Linked DNA regions of Mus musculus: region 2 is linked to region 1. The links are chromatin contacts, called in public HiChIP or PLAC-seq maps. All regions are on one chromosome and are shown on one strand. Each heading gives the region's core, a stretch centred on a gene start, on an enhancer-like site or on the middle of the called end of the contact. The rest is flanking DNA. Distances are from core to core; before and after follow the strand shown.

Region 1 (6,650 bases), core at 728-3,227:
CCCAGACATGCTCAGCTCACTGGCTGGTAGGCTCAGGGGATCTATCTGTCTCTCCCTTCAAACAGCTGAGATTACAAGCACATACCACCACAGTTCGTTTTCAGCATGGGTTCTGTGATTTGAACTCAGATCCTCACCAACTGAGCTATCTCTCCAATCCCACGGGAGCTCACTTATCTTCATTTAACCCTTTAAAAAACAACAATTATTGTTTTTAAAAAATATTCATATTTTTCATTTAACATGCATATTTAATATTTTATAACAACAAAAGCTATTGTGAATACTACATATGTAAGTTATGTGTTTGGAGTTTGCCTTGTTATTTCTCAGTTTTACTGTGGTACTATCTCCAGGATCTATCACACAATGCCTCCAAAGACTATCACATATATAGTCAGCAAATTCTCTATTCCTGAAAATGTTTAGCAGAAATGTGAGCATCCTTGAAGGAAGTTGTGGTTTGAACATGACTTGTTTCTATGGGTTCATGTGTTGAAGACTTGATTGGTCATCCATCTCCTTGTTTCTCCATGCTTCCTGGACACCAGGAAATGGACAGTCTTTCTTACACATGTTCACTGCCACAGTGTTCAGCCTCACCTCAAATCTAAACCAGTAATATTTGCTGGCAATGATTTGAATACCTCCACCTCTCCTGAGGCTTCTCTCACCTCAAAGTTTCTGTCCCTTCAAGACAGTTAGCACCATTTCCAGGAAGTCAATAAAAAGAGAAAATCCCAACCTGAATCATAGCTGGTTCCTGAAACCCACATGACCTAAGGCCCAATTCTTACACTTCTTATTACTTCCCTCAGCACAAGGGATTGATGTCATTCATCTTTCTTAAAGGATGTTGCGCTATTTTATGGAGATATGCACATTACAGGAAATCTTCCCTTTAAAAAGGAAATGCACAAGAATATCAAGAAGAAAAATGTGTTTAATTTAAAAAAAAAGATCCTGCTAGACATTAAAGCATAATAAAGAATAATGAAAATATCATAGAAGTCACTCCTACATAGACAAGCAGGCCAGTTGTATAGAAGAAAAAAATTCACACAGAAATCGAGCTTTTAACTAAAGTGGCATTTCAGTGCACTGCAGTACAAATGAGTTGACAAAATTTCTAGAATATCCAAGTAGACTTTTGGAAAAGTATAAAATTATACTTAAACAGCTTATGCAATATTCAAGAATGAACTCATACAAGAAAATCAAGATGTAAAAATGAAAACTAGAGCTACAGATGTAGCTCAAGGAAAACACTTCCTCCAACATTTGTGAGGCCCTTGGTTTATTACCAGCACCACAGTTAAAAGGAAGAAGTAAAACAGCAAAATCACTAGAAAAAAACAAACATCAAGTTCCAGTTAATTGTGGGTTTCATGAAACACAGCTGAAGGAGACCAAGGAGAGACAAACTGGAAAAGAAGAAGTCCAAGTATTGCTATTTGCAGATTATATGATAATTTACATAAACAATCCCAAAAATTCTACCAGAAAACTCCTCCAGGTGATAAACATTTTCAGCAAAGTGGCTGGATACATAATTAACTCAAAAAAAAAAGTCAGTAGCCCTTCTACATGCAATCGACAAACAGAATAAAAAAAAGAAATCAAGGAAATAACAACCTTCACAATAGCCAAAAATAATATAAAATATCTTGAGGAAATTCTAACCAAACAAGTGAAAGACTTGTATGATTAAAAACTTCAAATTTTTGAAGGAAGAAATTGAAGAAGATCTCAGAAGATGAAAAGATCTGGCGCTCGCCCGCCGAGCCCAACCGCGCTCCCGCCTCCAGGTGCGGCGCGGGGTCCGCCCGCTCGACGCCGGGGACAGCGCCCCACGGGGACGAGCCGGCGCTGCGCTGCCGGGGCTCGCGGGCCGCGTGCGAGCGAGGCGAGTCCCCGGGGTGCGCTGGCCGCGGTCCGGTCCTGGATGCGAGAACGCAGCGCTTCGGGACGCGTGGAGTGCTCAGGCGGCTCTGGATTGTGTCGCTCGGATTGCGCGTCCCGCGAGTGGGCGTCGGAAGAGAAACCAAAGGCGGTTTGAGCACATGAACAGAAAATAACATTCTAAAGACTTTGTCAGAAGTGATAGGGAGGAAAAAAACCCATAAGAAGTACTTCCTTGTGTGTGTGTCTCATGGTGCAGCTTTTAACACTCACATAGTAATGAAGCCACCATTATGTCCTCAGTCAGCGAAGTAAATGCGGACATCAGAGATTTCCTGATGAGCATCAATTTGGAGCAGTACCTCTTACATTTCCGTGAATTCGGTTTTTATACCGTGAGGGACTGCACGTCGATAAATGACAGCGTACTCCATCAGATTGGAATATCACCTACTGGACACCGTAGGAGGATACTGAAACAGTTACAAATGATCTTTTCAAAAATGCAAGACTTCCCCATATATGCAAATGTGCATAAGGCAAAGAACGGCAGCACCACAAAAGAGCAACAACACAGTGATCCATCTTCCAGCAGCCACACCGGCATAGAGTGTTCCGATTCCGTTACTGTCCATAGACCTGGCCCGGCACCATCAGAGATGGTTACAACCAGTACCCTTAGTGAAGGAAACTGTCAGTCTCCGAAATCACATGATAAGCTATGTCTTTCTTCACATGACCTGCCCTGTCCAGAAGAAGAACTACACCAGAACGTGGATTCTTCGAAAGATTCTTTATTTGGTGGTGTAAATGTCAAAATAGATCCTTTGATTACCAAGAGGGCTGTGGAGTACACAGCTGGAGAAGAACACACAGAAAAAGGCAATTTGACCTCAGAAGATTACAGCAAGGCACTTAGTACAAACACTGAATGTCTTCCCTCTGGGGACTGTCCAACATCAGGCACACATTCTGGAAACGGGACGAATGGCGTATTAGAAAGCTTCCCGCCAACCCCGTTCTTTCAGTTTCAGGGCGAGATGGTTGTGAATGAACTGTACGTTCCGTCCTCACCAGTCCACGGCCCCATGAGAAGCCGGAGCAAGTTGGTTTCCAGACCTTCTCGATCATTTCTACTGAGACATCGCTCTGTACCAGAGATCCCAGGGTCAACAAAATCAATCCCAGGGAGCTATTTCCGTGACAGAAGAAGTAATACTACCTCAGCTGGAAAGTCTTTGACACTGAAAAATTCAAATGAGGATAATTCAACTTCCATCTTTCCTTATGGAGAGACATTTCTCTTCCAGAGACTAGAAAGTTCCAAGAAGCGATCTATAAAGAATGAGTTTTGGCCGCATGAGAACACAGTTAAAGAGGAAGCAGCCACTACAAGAAACTCTATCCTAACCCAGTCAAGCATATATGATAACAGGAAGGAAAAAGTGAGTGAAGACAAAGTCGAAGACATTTGGATACCCCGCGAGGATAAAAATAACCTTGCACAGGATTCGGCCTCTGAGTCAGAATACTCCACAGTAGAGGAATGCTTCCAGAGTTTAAGAAGAAAAAATTCCAAAGCGTCCAAGTCTAGGACTCAAAAAGCCTTCTACTTGGACCCCTTCAATAGGCACAGTTATCCTTTAAGCTCCATGAGTGGAAATACTGAACCGTCATCAACCATCTCAAATGCCATCTCTCCCTATGCCTGCTTCTATGGATCTTCAGCAGCCAAGGAGAAATGTGGATGGCTGGACAAACTCTCTCCTCAAGGGTATGGACAGATGCATTTTGTTTACTAAGTAGCCATTTTGATAGAGTAAAGATTGTTCTTTACTAAATCTGCCAGTGTTCTGTACCCTCTGCAATCCCCAAGATACTTTTTTTTTAGAATTAATTTTTTATTGGGTATTTTCCTCATTTACATTTCCAATGCTATCCAAAAAGTCCCCAATACACCCCCCCCCACTCCCCTACCCACCCACTCCCACTTTTTGGCCCTGGCGTTCCCCTGTACTGGGGCATATAGAGTTTGCAAGTCCATTGGACCTCTCTTTCCAGTGATGGCCGATTAGGCCATCTTTTGATACATATGCAGCTAGAGTCAAGAGCTCTGGGGGTACTGGTTAGTTCATATTGTTGTTCCACCTATAGAGTTGCAGATTCCCTTTAGCTCCTTGGGTACTTTCTCTAGCTCCTCCATTGGGGGCCCTGTGATCCATCCAATAGCTGACTGTGAGCATCCACTTCTGTGTTTGCTAGGCCCCGGCATTGTCTCACAAGAGACAGCTATATCTGGGTCCTTTCAGCAAAATCTTGCTAGTGTGTGCAATGGTGTCAGTGTTTGGAGGCTGATTATGGGATGGATCCCCGGATATGGCAGTCTCTAGATGGTCCATCCTTTCGTTTCAGCTCCAAACTGTGTCTCTGTAACTCTTTCCATGGTTGTTTTGTTCCCAATTCTAAGAAGGGGCACAGTTCCACACTTTGGTCTTCGTTCTTCTTGAGTTTCATGCATACGTTTAACAAATTGTATCTTATATCTTGGGTATCCTAAGTTTCTGGGCTAATATCCACTTATCAGTGAGTACATATTGTGTGAGTTCCTTTGTGATTGTGTTATTTCACTCAGGATGATGCCCTCCAGGTCCATCCATTTGCCTAGGAATTTCATAAATTCATTCCTTTTAATAGCTGAGTAGTACTCCATTGTGTGAATGTACCACATTTTCTGTATCCATTCCTCTGTTGAGGGGCATCTGGGTTCTTTCCAGCTTCTGGCTATTATAAATAAGGCTGCTATGAACGTAGTGGAGCATGTGTCCTTCTTATCGGTTGGAACATCTTCTGGATATATGCCCAAGAGAGGTATTGCTGGATCCTCTGGTAGTATTATGTCCAATTTTCTTTTTTTTTTTTTTTTTTTTTTTTTTCCATTTTTTATTAGGTATTTAGCTCATTTACATTTCCAATGCTATACCAAAAGTCCCCCTTACCCACCCACCCCCACTCCCCTACCCACCCACTCCCCCCCTTTGGCCCTGGCGTTCCCCTGTACCGGGGCACACAAAGTCTGCGTGTCCAATGGGCCTCTCTTTCCAGTGATGGCCGACTAGGCCATCTTTTGATACATATGCAGCTAGAGTCAAGAGCTCAGGGGTACTGGTTAGTTCATAATGTTGTTCCACCTATAGGGTTGAAGATCCCTTTAGCTCCTTGGGTACTTTCTCTAGCTCCTCCATTGGGAGCCCTGTGATCCATCCATTAGCTGACTGTGAGCATCCACTTCTGTGTTTGCTAGGCCCCGGCATAGTCTCACAAGAGACAGCTACATCTGGGTCCTTTCGATAAAATCTTGCTAGTATATGCAATGGTGTCAGCGTTTGGATGCTGATTATGGGGTGGATCCCTGGATATGGCAGTCTCTACATGGTCCATCCTTTCATCTCAGCTCCAAACTTTGTTTCTGTAACTCCTTCCATGGGTGTTTTGTTCCCACTTCTAAGGAGGAGCATAGTGTCCACACTTCAGTCTTCATTTTTCTTGAGTTTCATGTGTTTAGGAAATTGTATCTTATATCGTGGGTATCCTAGGTTTTGGGCTAGTATCCACTTATCAGTGAGTACATATTGTGTGAGTTCCTTTGTGATTGTGTTACCTCACTCAGGATGATGCTCTCCAGGTCCATCCATTTGGCTAGGAATTTCATAAATTCATTCTTTTTAATAGCTGAGTAGTACTCCATTGTGTAGATGTACCACATTTTCTGTATCCATTCCTCTGTTGAGGGGCATCTGGGTTCTTTCCAGTTTCTGGCTATTATAAATAAGGCTGCTATGAACATAGTGGAGCATGTGTCCTTCTTACCAGTTGGGGCTTCTTCTGGATATATGCCCAGGAGAGGTATTGCTGGATCCTCCGGTAGTACTATGTCCAATTTTCTGAGGAACCGCCAGACTGATTTCCAGAGTGGTTGTACAAGCCTGCAATCCCACCAACAATGGAGGAGTGTTCCTCTTTCTCCACATCCTCGCCAGCATCTGCTGTCACCTGAATTTTTGATCTTAGCCATTCTCACTGGTGTGAGGTGGAATCTCAGGGTTGTTTTGATTTGCATTTCCCTGATGATTAAGGATGTTGAACATTTTTTCAGGTGCTTCTCTGCCATTCGGTATTCCTCAGGTGAGAATTCTTTGTTCAGTTCTGAGCCCCATTTTTTAAGGGGGTTATTTGATTTTCTGAGGTCCACCTTCTTGAGTTCTTTATATATGTTGGATATTAGTCCCCTATCTGATTTAGGATAGGTAAAGATCCTTTCCCAGTCTGTTGGTGGTCTTTTTGTCTTATAGACAGTGTCTTTTGCCTTGCAGAAACTTTGGAGTTTCATTAGGTCCCATTTGTCAATTCTCGATCTTACAGCACAAGCCATTGCTGTTCTGTTCAGGAATTTTTCCCCTGTGCCCATATCTTCAAGGCTTTTCCCCACTTTCTCCTCTATAAGTTTCAGTGTCTCTGGTTTTATGTGAAGTTCCTTGATCCACTTAGATTTGACCTTAGTACAAGGAGATAAGTATGGATCGATTCGCATTCTTCTACATGATAACAACCAGTTGTGCCAGCACCAATTGTTGAAAATGCTGTCTTTCTTCCACTGGATGGTTTTGGCTCCCTTGTCGAAGATCAAGTGACCATAGGTGTGTGGGTTCATTTCTGGGTCTTCAATTCTATTCCATTGGTCCACTTGTCTG
Region 2 (6,385 bases), core at 2,914-5,413, 92 kb before region 1:
ATAGGTGGAACAACATTATGAACTAACCAGTACCCCGGAGCTCTTGACTCTAGCTGCATATGTATCAAAAGATGGCCTAGTCTGCCATCACTGGAAAGAGAGGCCCATTGGACTTGCAAACTTTATATGCCCCAGTACAGGGGAACGCCAGGGCCAAAAAGTGGGAGTGGGTGGATAGGGGAGTCGGGGGGAGAGTATGGGAGACTTTTGGGATAGCATTGGAAATGTAAATGAGGAAAATACCTAATAAAAGAAAAAAAAAGAAAATCATTCCATTATTCATATGTTTTCAAGGTTTCTAAAATTCTAATTTTTCTTAAAAGATATTATTTCCTTACTTATTTTTCCTTTTTGACAAATAAAACCATGAAAATTAATTTTCCAATTTAAAAACAAAGCATGATGTACAGTTCACTGATCAGCCAGCAAGTCTAATCAACAATCCTAGATCCCACCAAGAGACTGTGTTCCAAAGAGAGAGAGAGAGGGAGAGAGAGAGAGAGAGAGAGAGAGAGAGAGAGAGAGAGAGAGAGAGAGAGAGAGAGAGAGAGAAGGAAGCAAGGAGGCAAGGAAGGAAGGAAGGAAAGAAGGAAGGAAGGAAGGAAGGAAGGAAGGAAGGAAGGAAGGAAGGAAGGAAGGAAGGAAGGAAGGAAGGGGACTGCTCATGAGGAATGACAACCAAGTTAACCTCTGGCCTACACACACACACACACACACACACACACACTAACACACAGACATGTTCATACACATAGCACAATTAACACTTTCAGTAAAATACCTAAATTTTAAAGATGTAGTCCAATACAGAAATTGTCATTTATATGATAAACTTTAAAAGACATTTTCTAAAGCCAATGCTTTCTAATAAGTTGGAAAACACTCCAATTTAAAAAATCCTACAAGATACACTCCATTTATGTATTAGCTTTTCAAAGAATAAATAAAATACTTTTAAAATAATAATGTAAATTTTAATATTTTCATAAATATTTTCAATATATTTCCTGTGTATTTAAGTTTTGCCTACATGACTGTGCATCATATCGTGCAACACCTGGAGAAACCAGAAGAAGGCATTGGATTGCCTGGAACTGGAGTCACAGATGGTTGTGAACTTCCATGTGGGTGCTGAGAATCAGGCCAGGGTCTTCTGGGAGAGTACCCAGCGCTCCTAACCACTGGATCATCTCTCTAGCCTCCACTTCGATATTTTAAATAAAAGACAAGGTCTATCTTTGGATCTAAAATGATCGGAAGACACTTCCGCACTGCGGTCCTGAGACGGTTCTTACCCTCAGTGTACCCATCCTTAGCAGTGCCATCTCTTCTGTGAAGATCAAGAGCCAACTGTACAGGATCGATCTCCTGGTGGAATTGTGTTAGCTTCAAAGTTTGGCCTACCCAAATAAAGTGTGGAGCATGAGAGAAATCTCTGCAGAAGACGTGGTAGAAAGAATGTAAGAGCCAGAAGTGGTTGGCACCTCCAAGGAAACAGCATGCCCAGATACAACAGAGATACTGCACATATGAACCCACAGAGACTGTGGCAGCATGCACAAGACCTGTACAAGCTCAAGCCAGACTTGTCATTTTCCATCTCAGCATTGAAAAAGGGAAGTAGACACCTTCTCCCACCCCTGCCAAGAAGCTATTTGCAATTGACGCCTGCCAAGAAAGAAACAAAAAAATCAATTTTCTTCAATAAAGTATATCAGTTACTGGGTATATCCGTCACACTCCTGGGCAGGTCTCATACTAGGGAATAGCTGGACAACACAAAACAGACTCCATGGGTTTTTTGGGTTTTGTTGTTGTTGTTTTTTTTTTTTGTTTTGTTTTGTTTTTTTTTTTTTTGCTTTTTTTTGCATGCTTTTACTGTGGTGCTGTTGGCTTGTTTTATTTTACCTTTCTGTTTTAAGGTGATGTTTTTGTTTACTTGCTTGTTTGACTGAGGAAGAAATAACATCGAATTGGATGGAGAACCTGGGGAGGGAGATAAATATGATCAACATATTATATGAAAACTTCATGTTAATCTTTAAAAGTATGGACCATGTCTAGTACTTTTCACAAAAGTAACCTTTGCCAAAATCGCTAAAACAGAAAAGATGGAGAGACAGTTCCATGGTTTAGGGGACTTCCTGCTCTTTCAGAGGACCAAGGTTTGATTCCCAACACCCATACCATGGAATTCACAACTTCTTGCAACTTCAATTCCAGAGGATCTGATACCCACTTCTGACCTCTGGACTGACTAATGACTTCAGAAACTGATGGCAAACACATAGATTCACATAAACAAAAATAAATAAAACTTTTTAAAAAAAAAAAAGACTACTTCAGGGAAAATGTGTATCCTGCTTTTAGACAACACAGCAGTGTTTTGTACTTCTTAAAAAATAGAAATCCTGAAAAGAAATAATGGAATGTCTTTTAAAATAATTTTTATAAAAGGCAAGGTGGCTGGGAAGTACTCGGTGAACAAGAGTACTTGCTCAGCATGCAATCATGACGACCTGAGTTGAAGTCCCCAGCACCCACATAAAAAGCTTGGCATGGCTGCACATACCAGTAACAGCAGCAGTGTGGGGCGAGGACAGGCAAATTCCAAGCGCTCAGTGGTCTGCCAGCCCAGCTGCCACAGCAAACTTCCAGTTTCCTGAGAAACCCTGTCTCAAGGCAACCAAGTGAGGAGCAAGAAAGACAAACCACTCTGCCTTACACCATGTGTGATTAAAGGCATGTGCCTGCACACCCGTGTGCATAAACCACACACATATACCAGACATGCACGCATGCATGAATGGATAAATAAAGTGAAAATTCGGGCACCCTGTGGCCTTAATGGAGACTATAGCCTCTCAATGGAGAGACTACTTTGTACAGTCATGATGTCCAAGTGGGTTTATGGGCCACCTTTTCCACATCTGAATGTGTACACAGTCATGGCAGTCCCTGACTTCTTACTGGGGGTAAAAGTTGGAATAGCACCTGAATGAGTTATGTAAGAGGAATCACATAACCAAACTTGACTGTGGGTTCGGGAGGGCTTAAGAAGCCTACAGCCTCAATCCTGCCCTCTGTCCCCTGCTTATGCCTGTTGTGACCCTCCTGCTACTTTCAATACCTGACACCTTTTGAAAAAATCATTACCTCATAATGGAAGCTCATCTTAACCCCTTCTACTAAAACGTCTCTCTTTGTTACTATTACAATTCTGAAAACCATTGGCCTGGAAAATAGAGCTGTTTCAAAATATGCTTAAGTTGCTGAATACTATTCAATGAGTATTTACCAATACGTGTTTTGTGTCTAGTTTGTCATTTCAGGGGCCTTCACTGTAAAAGCAGCAAAATATCAAAGTAGACATATGGTGAGTTGAAATGTGGGGGGATGTCTCTAGTATGCACTTTCACAAAATAGAAGAGGTTTGAATGAAAAGATAAGGTTGGGACTGGAGAGATGGCTCGGCAGCTAAGAGCACTTGGGGCTCTTACAAAAGACATGAGTTCAGTTCCCCTCACCCACATTGGCTCACAACTTCCAGTAACTCCAACTCCTAAGATACACAGGTGAATCTTTACAATAAAGAAAAATTAGTCTCTAAACAAGAAAGGAATTTACCATCTCTAAAAAAATAAATGAGGGAAATAAAAACCTGAGATCAGATTACTTAATGTAGACTGGATACACTAGTTAACAATAACAATGACCTTCTGCAAAAACATCTAAATTTAAATAATAATAATTTTGTTTGAATTTCTACTCTTAACCATTGCCTGACCAGTGTTATTAAATTTGTTTATAGGCTCTAAAGCCTTTCTTCTATGTGAACATTCACGTGCTTTAATAGTTCATTTTCTGGTCAACCCACTTTGGGAATATGGTTGTACTTTGTATCAAAGTAGGGAATTCTACAAGAAAAAAAAAATCTGTCCATGGTGTAAATGGGAACTGTTTAGAAATAAAAATATTAGAATTTTAGACCTGAAAGACACCTTAGAAATCAATTGATCTTAAATTTTTACGCATTAAGAACTCTGGGAATGGATAGATGGCTCAGGAATTAGGAGCAATAACTGCTCCTACAGAGAACTCAGGTTCTTCCCCCAGCACGGACATGGTGGCTCATAGCCATCTGTGATTCAGCTTCAAGTGGCTCGGACGCCCCCTTCTGTTCTTCATGAGCACTGCATGTATTTGATACACTGACAAACATCCAGGCAAATCATCCATAAGCATAAATAAATAAAATCTCAAATCTAAATTTAAAAAAAGTTCTGATATCTGTCATATTGACAGATGCTCCCAGCTAATAAAACCCGGGGATTCAAACATACAAAGGTTTTGAGAACTGATAGAATTCAAAAATTGGCAGCTTCTGATGATAGATTCATGAAATGGCAAGCATAAGCACATGTCGAAAGCTTCACAAACTACAAACAGATTTGAACTAGATTTTTAAAAGTAAAACAAAAACAAACAGATAAACAAAAAACATATGCAAAGTACTTCTGAATGTTGTACGTTTATGCCATGTCTCCTTTTCAGATTCTCTGTACTATGTCCCTGAACATACTCTGCATAATTATTACGATCGTTGCAGCCAGCCTAACAATAGTGGAATTGTCTCATTTCCGTTCGGTGTCATATAGAAATTATGGACAAGCAGTAAGTAACTGATTCTATAGAAATATCTTTCTTTTAACATTTGTAATGATACTTTATTCTTTGAAAGTTTTGCACAATATAGTTTGATCATATTTACCACCCACTTTCCCACAACTCCATTCGGATCCACCCCCATCTCCCTATTCCAAATTCATTTTTTGCATTCTGTTTATTTCAATAACCAGTGGAGACTATTTTGTGCTACTCTTATGCTTTCAGGTGTGAGGCCATCCCCTGGAGTGTAATCGACCTCCCTAGGGCTATGTCCTTTAAGAAAACTGACTCTCCTTGCCCTGGAGCTGTCAACTGTCAGTAGACCCTCAGTTAGGGATGGAGACTCCTGAGCTGCCTCTCCCCAACCTCTTCCACACTAGAATATTAATCAGTTTGATCTTGTGTGCATCTTGTTCAGGAAAACACAGGTGCTGTGAGTTTGTGAGTCCAGCATCCCCCAGCCTTCCAGAAGACACAAAAATGCTGGTCCTCTGTGATCTCTGCCTCTTAATGAGCTGTTTGTCTCCTCTTCCAAGGTGGTCCTGAGCCACGTGTGTGTGTGTATGTGTGTGTGTGTGTGTGTGTGTGTGTGTGTGTGTGTGTGACATGTATATATGTGAAGGCCAGAGAATAACTTCAGGTGCCATTTCTCAGGTACTGTCCTTGATTTTTGAGATAGGGTCATTAGCCTCAAACTCCCCAAATAGGCTAGGCTATCTGGCTAGTGAGCACAGGCACTGACCTGTCTCTGCCTCCTCAACAGATTGTGCACTCTCACTACCCTCTACACATACCCCCCCCCTCTCTCTCTCTCTCTTTCTCTCTCCTTTCTTCTCTGTCTTGCTTACAAGGAAGCACTTAACTAAGCCTCTATGTGGATTTTGCTTTAACACCTCAGAGCTAAATGTATATCAGTCTTATCTTTTGTACTCCAGACATAACTACATAGAAATGTGATGTATCGTACTACAGTAAATGTGAATAGCCTTGTTAACACAAGAGATTTACTTGACTTGCATTGGCTTAAAATCCAGAATCATCAGAAAATGGAAAGATCTCCCATGCTAATAGATCAGTAGGATTAACACAGTAAAAGTGGCCATCCTACACAAAGCAATCTATAGATTCAATTCCATCCCCATCAAAATTCCAACACAATTCTTTGCAGACCTTGAAAGGATAATTCTCAACTTTATATAGGAAGATAACACACCCAGGAAAGCTAAAACAATCCTGAAAAATAGACAAACAGCAGAGTTATCACTATCTCTGATCTCAAGCTCTACTACAAAGCTACAGTAATAAAAACCACAAAATACTCACGTAAATAAACATGGTGATTAAGGGACTCAAACCAAAGAAGACCCAGACATAAATCTACACACCTGTGGGCACCTGATTTTTGATAAAGAAACCAAAACCACACATTGGAACAAAAGAAAGCATTTTTAACAAATGGTGCTGGTCTAACAAGATGTTTGCATATAGAAGAATGCAAATATACCCACCCATATTTATGACCCCATACAAAACTCAAGTCCAAGGAAATTAAAGACCTCAACATAAAACTAGATAGGCAGAATCTGATAGAAAAGAAAGTGAAGAATAGTTTTGAATGCATTGGCACAGGAGACAACTGTCTGATCAGAACACTGATTGCTCAATCTCAAAGATAAACAGTGGGACCTTATGAAATTGCAAAACTTTTATACAGCAA

What was found. HiChIP or PLAC-seq counts read pairs in DNA pulled down with a chosen protein or histone mark.
Region 2: an H3K4me3 HiChIP or PLAC-seq map of bone marrow-derived macrophages shows a contact between it and region 1, with 2.6 times the contacts expected there. The contact joins two enhancer-like sites. A contact is called at or near these places in 12 of 39 promoter capture datasets (the 3T3-L1 cell line, 3T3-L1-derived adipocytes, cranial neural crest and 9 more), 1 of 484 Hi-C or Micro-C datasets (nephron progenitors), 2 of 115 datasets of contacts at active chromatin or transcription factors (CD8 T cells and bone marrow-derived macrophages) and 3 of 9 other capture datasets (adipose tissue, macrophages and pancreatic islet).

Annotation. Positions count from the first base shown.
Region 1 is chr19:11,087,623-11,094,272 of GRCm38.p6, reverse strand. It overlaps the pseudogene Gm336. Among named protein-coding and RNA genes, the nearest start is that of Ms4a8a, 9.8 kb to the right of the region's middle. Within about 2 kb of position 1,977, at least 18 of the 459 cell types and tissues checked have an H3K27ac peak or open chromatin away from gene starts, as enhancers often do. A contact at or near this core is called in bone marrow-derived macrophages, where this site is marked.
Region 2 is chr19:11,182,094-11,188,478 of GRCm38.p6, reverse strand. It overlaps Ms4a13 (membrane-spanning 4-domains, subfamily A, member 13), which reads left to right. Exons shown (of 7, transcript NM_001347435.1): 4 at 3,320-3,376; 5 at 4,555-4,674. Among named protein-coding and RNA genes, the nearest start is that of Ms4a13, 11 kb to the left of the region's middle. Within about 2 kb of position 4,163, at least 1 of the 459 cell types and tissues checked has an H3K27ac peak or open chromatin away from gene starts, as enhancers often do. A contact at or near this core is called in bone marrow-derived macrophages, where this site is marked.